Linked DNA regions of Danio rerio: all the other regions are linked to region 3. The links are chromatin contacts, called in public HiChIP or PLAC-seq maps. All regions are on one chromosome and are shown on one strand. Each heading gives the region's core, a stretch centred on a gene start, on an enhancer-like site or on the middle of the called end of the contact. The rest is flanking DNA. Distances are from core to core; before and after follow the strand shown.

Evidence for each region. HiChIP or PLAC-seq counts read pairs in DNA pulled down with a chosen protein or histone mark.
Region 1: an H3K4me3 HiChIP or PLAC-seq map of gastrula embryo shows a contact between it and region 3, with 4 times the contacts expected there. The contact joins the promoter of adora1b here to the promoter of znf335 in region 3. A contact is called at or near these places in 2 of 4 datasets of contacts at active chromatin or transcription factors (caudal fin and gastrula embryo).
Region 2: a contact with region 3 is called in an H3K4me3 HiChIP or PLAC-seq map of gastrula embryo, with 6 times the contacts expected there. The contact joins the promoter of dclre1b here to the promoter of znf335 in region 3. A contact is called at or near these places in 3 of 18 Hi-C or Micro-C datasets (caudal fin, embryo and hematopoietic stem cells) and 3 of 4 datasets of contacts at active chromatin or transcription factors (caudal fin, embryo and gastrula embryo).

Annotation. Positions count from the first base shown.
Region 1 is chr8:26,027,907-26,031,946 of GRCz12tu, forward strand. It overlaps adora1b (adenosine A1 receptor b), which reads right to left and starts at 2,781. Exons shown (of 2, transcript NM_001128584.1): 1 at 2,441-2,781. The coding sequence starts at 2,781. It also overlaps a transcript of mmp9 not described here.
Region 2 is chr8:26,006,774-26,010,747 of GRCz12tu, forward strand. It overlaps dclre1b (DNA cross-link repair 1B), which reads right to left and starts at 2,235. Exons shown (of 5, transcript NM_001077283.1): 1 at 2,074-2,235; 2 at 1,592-1,825. The coding sequence starts at 1,783. It also overlaps a transcript of mmp9 not described here.
Region 3 is chr8:26,191,772-26,195,828 of GRCz12tu, forward strand. It overlaps znf335 (zinc finger protein 335), which reads left to right and starts at 1,728. Exons shown (of 22, transcript XM_073910358.1): 1 at 1,728-1,848; 2 at 3,497-3,695. The coding sequence starts at 3,504. mmp9 (matrix metallopeptidase 9) reads left to right here. Exons shown (of 13, transcript NM_213123.1): 13 at 1-125.

The DNA.
Region 1 (4,040 bases), core at 1,531-4,030, 160 kb before region 3:
AGTAAGTCATTGTTATCTAGTTGGCTAAACTACTAAATTTAAATGCATAATTACACAAACACATCTGGGATTTGAAGACAAAACTGCTATGTTTAATGCATTACTGTAAGAGAGAGCAGATAACTGGATATTTTTCCCCCACACAAAAAGCATCTTTATAAAGCATCAAATAAACCCCAGTACTGTATGTTGCAATTAACTCCTGAGTTAATAAGTCTATATACAGGATGTAGCTAGGATGTGAAACCAGATGGTATACAAAAATTTAATCCTAAAATGTAAATGAATAATTTCAAATTAGAGCCTAATATGTACATATTGAATCAGGTGTAGCTGCAGAGCTTGTTGTGACAATGTTTTGCTGTGATGAGTTAGAGAGCTGGAAGATACTTTTTTTTTTTTTTTTTTTTTACAACTACTACTGCTTCTACTACAGCCACAACCACGACTACTACCACTAAAGTGTCTACTAATACTGATACTCTTACAACGACTACTACTACTGATACTACTATAGCGTTTGCTACAACTAATACAACAACGTCTACTGCAGCTACTACTACTACTACTACCACTACTACTACTACTACAATCACATAGATACTTTTGCTATTTAATCGATGATATCTCTAATGGTACTTGACATTAAGATCACAGAAGACATTTCTAGGAATGACACAAAAAGAATAACTGCAACAAAATAAGAGGCTGAAACTGAAAAAAAATCTAAATTCAGCCCATATAACAAATAGTGTAATATCTAAAAAAGGGAAAATGAGCATATTACGACATAATGCTTACTTAAAAACCCATTTCCCATGACTTGTAATATTTCTAGGATGTGGAAATCTCTGCAAATTCTGCATTTATAGGGTTTAAGCTGTGCAGAAATGTATGAGTCATATTATGTCATTAGGTTGTTTGCATGTGGTTTCTTCCATCTGTACCCCTCAAGCAACAAAAAACTGCATGGTACTTGAAAAATAGTGTGGCTAGACAGTGGCTGATATGATAATTATAATGTAGTTTATTAATATGTCAACAGAACTTTGATTCTGATGGGCTAAATTTGCATTTTTAAATGATAAATGATAATGTTCCAGGAAGGTGTTCATTAAATTGTAAATTATATTTATTTATATATATAACGTGCCATTTTTTAATACACTCTCAGAAATAAAGGTTTGCAAGCTGTCACTGAGCTGGTACTTTTTCAAGTTACACTTTTGTACTTATAGGGTGCATACTAATACCTCAAAAGTATATATTATACTTAAAAGTTTTAGGAGAAACACTTTTGTACTTTTTAGGTACCAATATGTATACTCTTAAGGCATTAATATGGTACCACCCCAGTGACAGCTTGCACCTTTTATTTCTGAGAGTGCAGTGTTATTGATTATTATTTGTAATGTTAATTGTAATTAATGGTAATATATATGTGCACTCTGCTGACATCTTTTAATTAATTGAAATAATTAAATTAGAATTCAGTCTTTTATGACATCTTCAATTTTAAATATGTGCAATTTAATTAATTTATTTACTCACCCTCAATTTGATCTGAACCTTTATTCTAAATATAATATTGACTATAATATAGATATATTTATTTTTTTTTTGTTATTCTGCTTAACACTAGAAGATATTTTGAAGAAACCTTAAAACCTGTAACCATTGACTTCCAGATTAGGAAAAATATGGGTATGAAAAGTGAAGGGTCAGCAAATGATGACAGAACTGTCATTTTAGGTGAACTATCCCTTTAAGCAACATTTTCCCTTTTTAAAAGGGTCTTACTTTTTCATTGGTTATTTAATCATTCAAAAAAACTATCAAAACCAACTCATTCAATTTGTTGATTTACTTTTTTTTAAACAATATACAACGCTTTAAAAAATATGTCATAGTCTGAAAATGAAACATAATATCTGTTCAGCCAGGGGCGAATTAGATTTTTGCCCCAACATTACCTAGTACTGGGCGTTTTTACTTTTATGCTAACAAATAAATCAGATTTTTAAAGAATTTTTAAATATTGGCTGATGAATCATCATCATCATCATGATGCATCATCACCATCATCATCATCATTATAATGCATCATCACCATCATCATCTGCACATACTGAACTTTTGTAGAAATGTTTAAAAAGTAAATACACAGTGTTTTAAGGGGACATCCTCCATATTTTGGGACATGATTAGTATTTGGAAATCACTGAAACTCAAGACCACAGTCAATAAGCTGAATGAATGAAATGTAAAACCATGAAATGTCTTCGAATTGTTGCTGTGTGGTATGATTACCAATGCATTGGCTATATCGTCTATGTATGTGCGTCAGAACATTCTATGCTTACAGTGAAAGTGAAGGTGAATTTACCTATTTATTATAGGAAATTGAAAATCTGTAGGGAAGAGGGAGCGATAACTTTACCTTGTTGGGATCTTGACCCTCAGGTACCGGTCGATAGCTATAGCTAGCAGGGCAAGGATGGAACTTTGGGTCAGAACCAGCACCGTGCACGCGACCAGCAGACAGCTGTAGAAGTGAGTCTGGAGTCCGATGCTTATAGTTATCGCCAGCGGTATGACCAGCGCTCCCACTGCAATGTCCGCGAGCGCCAGGGAGACAATGAAGCAAAACGTAGTATCTCTCAGGGATTTATTAATTTTTACCGCCCAAACCACCATGACGTTTCCAATCACGGATGACACGGCGATCACCACCTCCATGCCCATGTAGAGGGCTTTGGCCGCGGAGAGATCCTCGGGCATTCTTGCACTCGACGGGGATCGATAAGGCGATGAATATCCACGCGACAATGGAGCTTCAAGAGAAAGTGATGTGTAAATTGATTAACTGTACTAGTCCGGTGAAAAATCCTTCCATTAAAAGCACTGCTCCTCAAAGGAGAGGCTGTATTCCACACACGCGTATGTGCATTTGGAAATGGGACGCGAGAAGAAAAAAATCAGACAAACTTAAGAAATCTTGCGCTGAAAATATCGCCCAGTTTTGGGTGTTTTCTTTTAGGTTCCTACAGCGCCTCCTCATCGCATCCACCTGCGCTCGTGCGAGACAGGCGCGCGCCGATTATTCATCCCACAATCATACAAATAAATAAATTTCTTCGTGTCACCTACAACTGTCCGGCAGTTCTCTAGACGTACAACCCGTGGGGAAATAAATTAAAAGACGCACCATATTTGTCCCTGGATATGTGAAACAAGAGCTTGTCCGGCGCGCGGGTCGTTTCCAACACTCTCGCGAGCTATGCGGTGCCCCAGAATAGATGTCGATGGGTAGAGCCCTTTGTCTCACCCATACTCGGCCAGTTCGCAATTCGGGGAGCAAAATAAGTCAAACTACCCAGTGTAGATTATTTTTTGTAGGGATGTCATATCCAAAGGTCGTCCTGCTTTCCTTTGCCGGGAGAAAACAGCACCATCCCAAACGGCGCGCCGTCTATTTTGGTTTCCTCCTTGAGAATGGCTGAGGGACAAACCTGCGTTTGCCACTTTCTTTTTCAGAGAGCCTCAACTCATTTTCTCAGCATTGTTTTCGCCTTCAGTCTTAGTTTATCTCTGGCGCTCGAGAGAAAGTGTAATAAGACTGACAGTGCCCAGTTTATAGTGTGATATAATGTGCACTGTGGTAGATATGAGATAGACATTGTGCTCGTGAGAGTGAAAGGAAGTAGGAGGTGACTGTCACAAATGAGCAGTGACTAATTTAAACACTCAATCGACGCTCCGTGATGTAGGCTGAACGTATTGTGAAATAAATTAGCAATTTTTCAGCAAAACTAATAGGTTTAATAATGTACAATAAGCTTAATGTGCCAACTGAGTGATAACAGTGAGCTCTAATTATCTCACAGATGAAGCCCATCTAATGTAGGTACTCAAAATGATGTATTTGCAAGGCCCTTTTGATGTTTGAGTGTTAGATGGAGGATTGGAGCTGGTTGTTCCGCTTTTTATTACGTTGAATATTTATCAGTGTAGGTTTATTTTTGAAAATCCGTTTTCTT
Region 2 (3,974 bases), core at 985-3,484, 180 kb before region 3:
TTTCTGGTCAAGTTTTCAACCTGCCAAGATGCCAAAGACCGCAGAATGGTTTTGTTATATTGAGTGAGTAAAAAGTGACATTAGAAATATGCTTTTTGCTGAACGATGTAGACTTACGATGTATCAAAGCCAAAGCACATACTCGCAGTATTTACTGAAGACTAAAAGTTTCATATTTTGACACACTGTTGATTTAGTATTAATGTATAAACCGGACGACAAAAAACAAACATCTACAGTTCAACTGTTTGCATATGACATTATATACATATTATTCCAAATCAGTTCTTAAACTTCATATATAATAATTTTGTTATTAGCTATATTTCCATCCAACTTTATGCGTATTTTGGACATGTGCATTAAAAAAAAACTGTTGGAAATGGAAACGGCAAGATGTGCAACAATTTTGAAAATGCGCATAAAGTATGAGCATAACTGAGTAGGATAAACTTTTCATCAGATAAAAAAGATGTGCATAAACTATGATGGAAACACTTTTACCGAACAAATTCCAGTGTGTGCATTAAATGTGATTTTGTTATAAGAGATCATGTGATGATAAAAATGTGTGTAAATGGACAAACCAGCTGGCTGAGCACACTAAAACATCTGAAATGTTGATTTGGTCATTCTAAAAAGGCATAACTATTTCAGTATTAGTGTTATTATATTAATAATGACCTCCAGAACTTTCATGAGAGTCTGTGCTTCATGCCTTCAAATGCCATCATGCGTTCATTGCGTGTAGGCGTTGTCTTCTAAGACGCTAGTCAATTGTTAAATAAGGAAAAGATTCAAGCAGCTTCTCCTACCGCAGCAAATTTCATTTTTCCAGTTTAGTTTTGCACATAATTTTATTTTGCATCTTTGGATGGAAACATAGCTATTGTTAATTACACATATTACTATTCCAACAAATATAGATTCTCTCCAAATAATAAACTATTCAACCTTTAAAACACTGGTATTGTGTTGTCTAAAAATGATTATAAACGTATATGAAAACATGGAATCTTTTGTTATTCTGACCAATTTTTATTTTCTGCAATAAATGACATTTTGGCTATAATTTTAGCAGATCTCCCATTAGTAGTTTGCATAAACAATTACAGTTCATTCAAACATATCTATACATTGTAAATCAAGAGAAATAGCTAATTTTCAAATGCTCTTTTTTTATTCATAGCTTCACACACACAAGGTGAAACAAACGGATAATAGAACTAAGATAAGTTAAGTGTACTAAATCTACATATTTTCAAAACTTAAAAAAAGCTGACAAAAAACACAAAGCTAATTTGATACCACTCAAATTTAAGCTGTTAAACAATTTGTCTTTCCAATATAAATTACTACTATATAAATACATATATTATTATTAAAGTGTAATATTAATAATTGCTATTAATAAATTCTATTCTTCTGTTTAGTCCCTAATTAATCAGGGGCCACAGTGGAATGAACCGCCTATTACTCTGGCATACTAATAAATTCTTGCATAAAATATTCAACTTAAAGCAGTTCTGAAAAATCAAACAATAAACTCTACTTTTCCTCAGTTTGCCTCGCTGGTGTGCAGTGATCTCACCTGCAGTTTGAGCCGGAGGAGTTTGGCGGTAAGAGGGGAGCAGTAGATGGGTCTGTGGCTCCAGGTGGATGACAGGCCACAGGTGTGATCCGAGTGCATGTGGGACAAGAAGAACAGGCGGACGTGAAGGCACTTGCGGAGCTGCCAACAGTCCACAGCTATAGGAGTGTCCGGTAAGACTTTCCCGTTCATTTTCTGCTGCTGGAGAGCTCAGACTTTACCCGCTACTCATTTCTAAAGAGACGTGATGACAGAAAAATGCGTTTCAGTTGATTTTGCTGGATTTGTTGATATTCGAAAGCGTCAATTGTCAAGCAGAACTGTCAGAAATGTAAACAAACAATATAATGTGCACTTGCGAGGGTTTATAACATAGCAAAATATCTTGACATCTTAAGCACACAGCGTTAGCAATAAACAAATGACACTGAATGTTTGAGCTTTACACAATGCCAGACAAAAAGGTAAATGTAACAGCATGCCTGTGAGTGTTCATCCGAGAGTGTTAGCAGGCCGGTTAGCTGGGCAGGTGATGAGGATGTGTTGTATTTGTGCAGATGAGCGCCATGCTAAACCCACACACTGGGCTTTCGACAATCGCGGTGTGTCAACAAATTCAAAAGATTTCAGCGCGCCTTTGTGAGGCACTTCTGAACGCTGCTATTTGGTAGTGCTGGTTTGTCCGCCAAAAACAATCCACGCCTCCGTGTTGCGCATGAGCCAGTGTGACGTCACTGCTGACGCGAACGCGCGGATGTCGGGTCTTTCTTGGTTTCTCTGCTCGTGCTGTGCATAAAAAATTACAATGATATATAATAATAATGAAATAAAATGCAAATGCTAGTTCTTTCCAGAATTATTAGCATATTAAATTAGATTGTTTTTTTTCTAGTACTTATCAACATACTAAAATTATTATATTATAATTGTCTATAATATTTTTTGTTCTTTCATTCTGTTCTTCTTGTACTGTGTGCTTTGAGAAACAGCAAATTATATTATTAACAATGAAACCTTCAAATAAAGCACTTTAGGGTTTGTTTACACTTGGTAGTTGTCGTTTGATTAAAATAAATTTGGTGTGACTCCTTTTAGTATGGTTCATTTGACTAAGTGTGAAAGCTTACTCTGAATCGGAGCAAACATGGACATTTAAGGGAACCATGATTGGTGAATTGGGCTCTGGATGTTTATTAAAACAAACTAGTGTTCTGTTCAGGAGTCACGACACAGCATTAGTCAAACAACACGGACCAAAGAGGGAAGATGCAAAGAATGTTTGGATGTTTTGAAAGATCTGTCACAGACACACAAATGTACAAGCTTTTTTGTTTTGTATTTTAGGTTTGGCCACTGTGAACACTGAGCGAATCTGATTGCACAAAAGTAGGATAAGGAATTAAACTGGGATTTTGAGGCTATCCTCGCTGAATTTAGCCTTGACTCAGTTGCATATAAGCAGGCTAAATTAAACTGAATGAAGTTACTATGGAGATTTATTCTTTACAGCTAGCCAGAACAGAATAACCACCAGGCTAAGATTCATCCTAGAGATTTTTATGTTAGTTTCATTGAAGAACAACAAATTAACGAGTTTATGGTCACTCCATTCTCTTGATTATTTACATAATACTATTAGACTGAAAAATAAGTATGTTTAATAGTCTAAGCTCTCTCTCTCTCTCTCTCTCTCTCTCTCTCTCTCTCTCATATATATATATATGAGAAGAGTTGAGTTCAGATGCAAAAACCTCTGAATGTCGTCTGAAATTTCCATATAAAATTTGTTATTTTCAGTTATTTCACTTTGAAGACCACAAAAAGAAGGTATTCTTTGCCATGAAAGTGAAATTATTAAACCTTTACACTGGAACCTGGTAAAAATGCTTATTTTAGAAGAAAATTTCAGACAGCATATAGAGGTTTTTGCATCTGAACACTTCATATAAATTTTTTGTATATAAGGTATTTATCATTTATAAGTTTTTGACATTTTCTAGTTTAGTTTTTTGCATATCTCGTTTGAACTTAGATGAAGATTAAATAAACTTGATGGAATAAACTAAACAGATATAATAAATCTACAATATTAGTTAAATGTTTGCAATAATCTTCACGTTAAATTTATTAGTAGCATGAATGTCCACTGGTCAAATTTAAGACAAAGTGAACAATTTCATTTGTTAGTACGTATCCTCATATGTTTTTGTTAACTCTCTGAATGAGAGTTCCCTGATTGGTGGGCGAGAGAGGCGTGTTTCAACTTGTTACCTGATTGGCTCACATCAGGTTTTATCCACACTTGCATCACTGATTCTGTGATCGATCTCGTGGTCTGTTAACAAATGCAGCGAATGTGCACTTATCTTGGCTTTCAACATCA
Region 3 (4,057 bases), core at 478-2,977:
CATTTGCCTGGTGTAAATGATATTATTAATATTATTAATTTAATGTTCAACCTTCCACTTATTTATATTTTTATGTTTGTTGCAGTGTTTGTTTACTTAATAAATTTGTAAACAAGATCCTTTAATATTTGTGTGAGTGATTTGTTATTATTTCTTGCTATATTATGAATTTTTACACAAGGGTTTGATATCTGTGTTGATTCTTAGTGATTTAATTACCATTTTAGACTATTGACTGCCCCTCTACCAAACGGTTGACCATTTTTTTTTACTGTTTTAAATAATAACTTATACAGCATTGTTGGTTTACCATGAAAATCAAACAAACATAATCCTGCTGCACGAATACATGTGATTTTAATTATATATAATATATATATATATAAAAACAAGAAAACATGTTAAATGAGAATCTGAAATATTTTATGGCATATTTCAAAGAAAGGTGATTTAGCATACAAATTTTTATTTTTATTTTAAATATTTATATGTAATAAATTTATATGTAAGAAATTATGGGTAGTGTTGGGGTTAAGAAATGCGATCCAACCTTTTTTTTTCTTGGTGGGGTAGTTAAAGGGTTAAACAAATTCCTCAGTAGTATTTAACAGCAGCTGTATGTTCAGGATCCATTTATGTACACGTTCACATTTACTTATACCCACAGTAAAATAAAAGTAAAGTAATTCTACTTAATTGCTACACCACGCGCTATTGGGGTAGTACTGAAGTATGGTTTAAATTGAATTGATTGCATTTAAAAAATTGTGGTAAACAAACTCAACTATGCAATCTTGGGAGAAAAAAAATATCATCTTGATTTTTGCCAAACATGCACACACATTTCTGTTGTCGTTTCAGTTAAGGCACGTCAATGTATGCTATTTCAATCTAAGTAATCACACAATTTGCTTTTACTTTTATGGTGTTTTGTTTTAACCCAAACTTCTATTGTGCAGCACTTTCATTGCTGCTGAATGCTCTGTAGCATTCTCCATTCTCTGTCACATTTCTCCATAAATATATACTTTTTATATCCTTTCACAATGATTTTTTTTACAAAAATTTATAAAAACAATGATGACAATATCAGTTAAAAAAAAACAGAATTATTTCATAATATCAAGACGATGGTTATGAGGAATGCCACGAAAATACCCTGATCCATTACAGATGATGGTGTAGAAAATGACCTAATTCTTATGCTGCTCACAATAGTAGGCACATTGCCTAAATGTGTTCGCCTTAAGATGAAATACTAAAATATGATATGTTGTTGGACTAATTAATACCTATTTTTAAACCTGAAGCTATAAATATTAATCACATCGCCATTCGAATGATAGTGAGGTATAATGGAAATCTATTTCTATAACACAGATTCAACTAATAAGTGAAAATTAGCTCGTGGAAACCCCTTAACCCCCTCGAATTCAACTTGTGGTGGAAAAACGTTTATTATTTTGGTTTAAAAATACAAACAAGTATACTTTTCAGATAAACAACTAGCGTCGTATTAATCCGCGAAGTACACGAGCAATAGTCCTTAGGTTTACAACTTTATTTGACAGAAAACCTATGATATTAAGCGAAATAGACGATATCTATATTCCCAAACAGAACGTGAATGTTTAAATAATTGTTTTTCCATTGAAAATACCGATTAAAAGATTCCCGCACTCGTCTTTTCCCGTGACAATAAAGGAGTTCCGGCCAGCTCTGAGGACAGGAAGCGAGGAGACGCTGATGGCGCCCGACTAGAAAGCCGTAGCAACTAATCGCTTTGAAACATTTATTTTATTTCGCTTCATTCTCGAGAGGGAAGATAAAAACACACATCTATTCACGGTAAGAAAAATTTCTAGCTTATAATAATCAGGTTAATTGGTTTTAAAATGCATGTTTCTCCATGATGAGCAAGAGGAAAACATTCGGGCGGACTGGCTCTCCCTTCTCGCGCAGGCCCTCGAGGTCCCCGAGCGGTTCTTCATATCGCCTGAGCGGAAAAATTATCTGGCAGCGGCGGGAGGGGAAAATGGCGCAGCGCGAGCAGGCAGGATGAAGGGCAGCAAAAACACGCGCTTAGTTTAGTGACTGAAACGAGCTGGAAACAGACACACGTTCCGTCCGAGGGCTCAAGTGTACAATTTAGGATGCAATTTAGTGACTTTTTCACTATAAAATTGTTGGTGTGCTCGACATTTAGAGGTGTTAGAGCTCATGAAGGACCGAAACCATGTTGTCCTTTATTTAAGAGGGATTTTGTGTCTCGAGCACAATTTGATGGCTGCTCAGCAGGAGGAGAGGTGTTATCATTGGGGAAATAGGTGAAATCAAGTAGTTTAGGTGCTGTGTTTTTGGTATTTAAGAGCATTTAACGAGTCGACCACGATGGCTTGTGGTTGTGCTGGTAAGCTTATAATGTGCTTATTGTGACCTAGAAAGGTGCGATCACAAGACAACAGTTCATCCCTGGGGAATTTGACACTACAGCTGTCGACTAAAACAGAATAGGAAATAAAAATAAATTCAGGACAACAAATCATAAGAATAGAACAAATGTGCAATAAGTTAATTTAGGATTTTGTTATGATATTAGAGGGAATAGAATATATAAAATAATGAAACACTTGAATATGAATGTAAGCAAAGTATATACCTATTTCCAAAATTCCAAAAACAATACTGCCATCAACGTTTTGATGATATACTTTAATTTCTGGAAAAAAATAATATATATATATATATATATATATATATATATATATATATATATATATATATATATATATACACACACGCTATTATATTTGATTTACCAAAGTCACACAAGTGTCACATCCATAACACTGGAATTGCATATATATATAAATTGAAATCTTTTGTGAACGTTCTAAAGTTTATATATATATATATATATATATATATATATATATATATATATATATATATATATATATGTGTGTGTGTGTGTATATATATGTATATATTTATATATATATGTATATGTGTGTGTGTATATATATATATATACATATATATATATATATATATATATATATATATATATATATATATATATATATAATTCATGTTGCTTGTTAACGATCAAATGAATGCACCATGGCATACAAATGCTACTTTCTGACTGTTTTTAACAATATTTTAATATCTAACATTTATAAATGAAAATAATTAATTATATATTGGATTAGATAAATGACAATACTAAGCATCCACAAAATCATTTTGACACATAAGAGACCATTTGCAATGTACAATTTATTTGGTATATGTTTGAGTAAAATATTATTGATAGTTTTATTCTATAAAGGTTTAAAATCCCTGCCTCCACAACACTTTATATAAAATGATTATATTTAATTATTACACTTTATTTTGCACACTTGTCCATATATCACTCATGCCCTTGTATGTATTTTTCACACAATGTCCAATTGAGTGCTGTCTTACTGAGTGACAAACTTTCCCACAGAGCAAACATGGATTCGGAGGACATGGAAGTGGAAAGCAGCAGTGATGTGGGGCATTCTGGGATGGAGGAGCCGTCTGAAAGCGGTATGGGCATGGAGTCTTCAGAAGCCATGTCTGCTGATAGCAGTGATGCAGCGGCTCCTCCTGCGCCTGCCCCAGAATCAGACTGTCATGTAGGACAGAGCTCTGAGGGACTTGTGGTAAGACAAACAATTTGCACGTTTCTGTGTCAATTTACATTAAGCAAAGACACTGCAGGTAAATAGGATAAAAATAAACAACTGAAAGTTCTCACTATATTTCCATAGTTGATATACACTCACTGACCATTTTATTAGGTACACCTGTCCAGCTGCTCTTTAATGCAAATTACTAGTCGGCCAATCACATGGCAGCTAAAGACCAGAGCGATGTGCCACTCCTGTCAGCTAAGAACAGGAAACTGAGGCTACAATTTGCACAGGCCCACCAAAATTGTACAATAAAAAGTTGGAAAAACGTTCCCTGCTCTGATGAGTGTCAATTTCTCCTGCGACATTTGAATGGTAGGGTCAGAATTTGA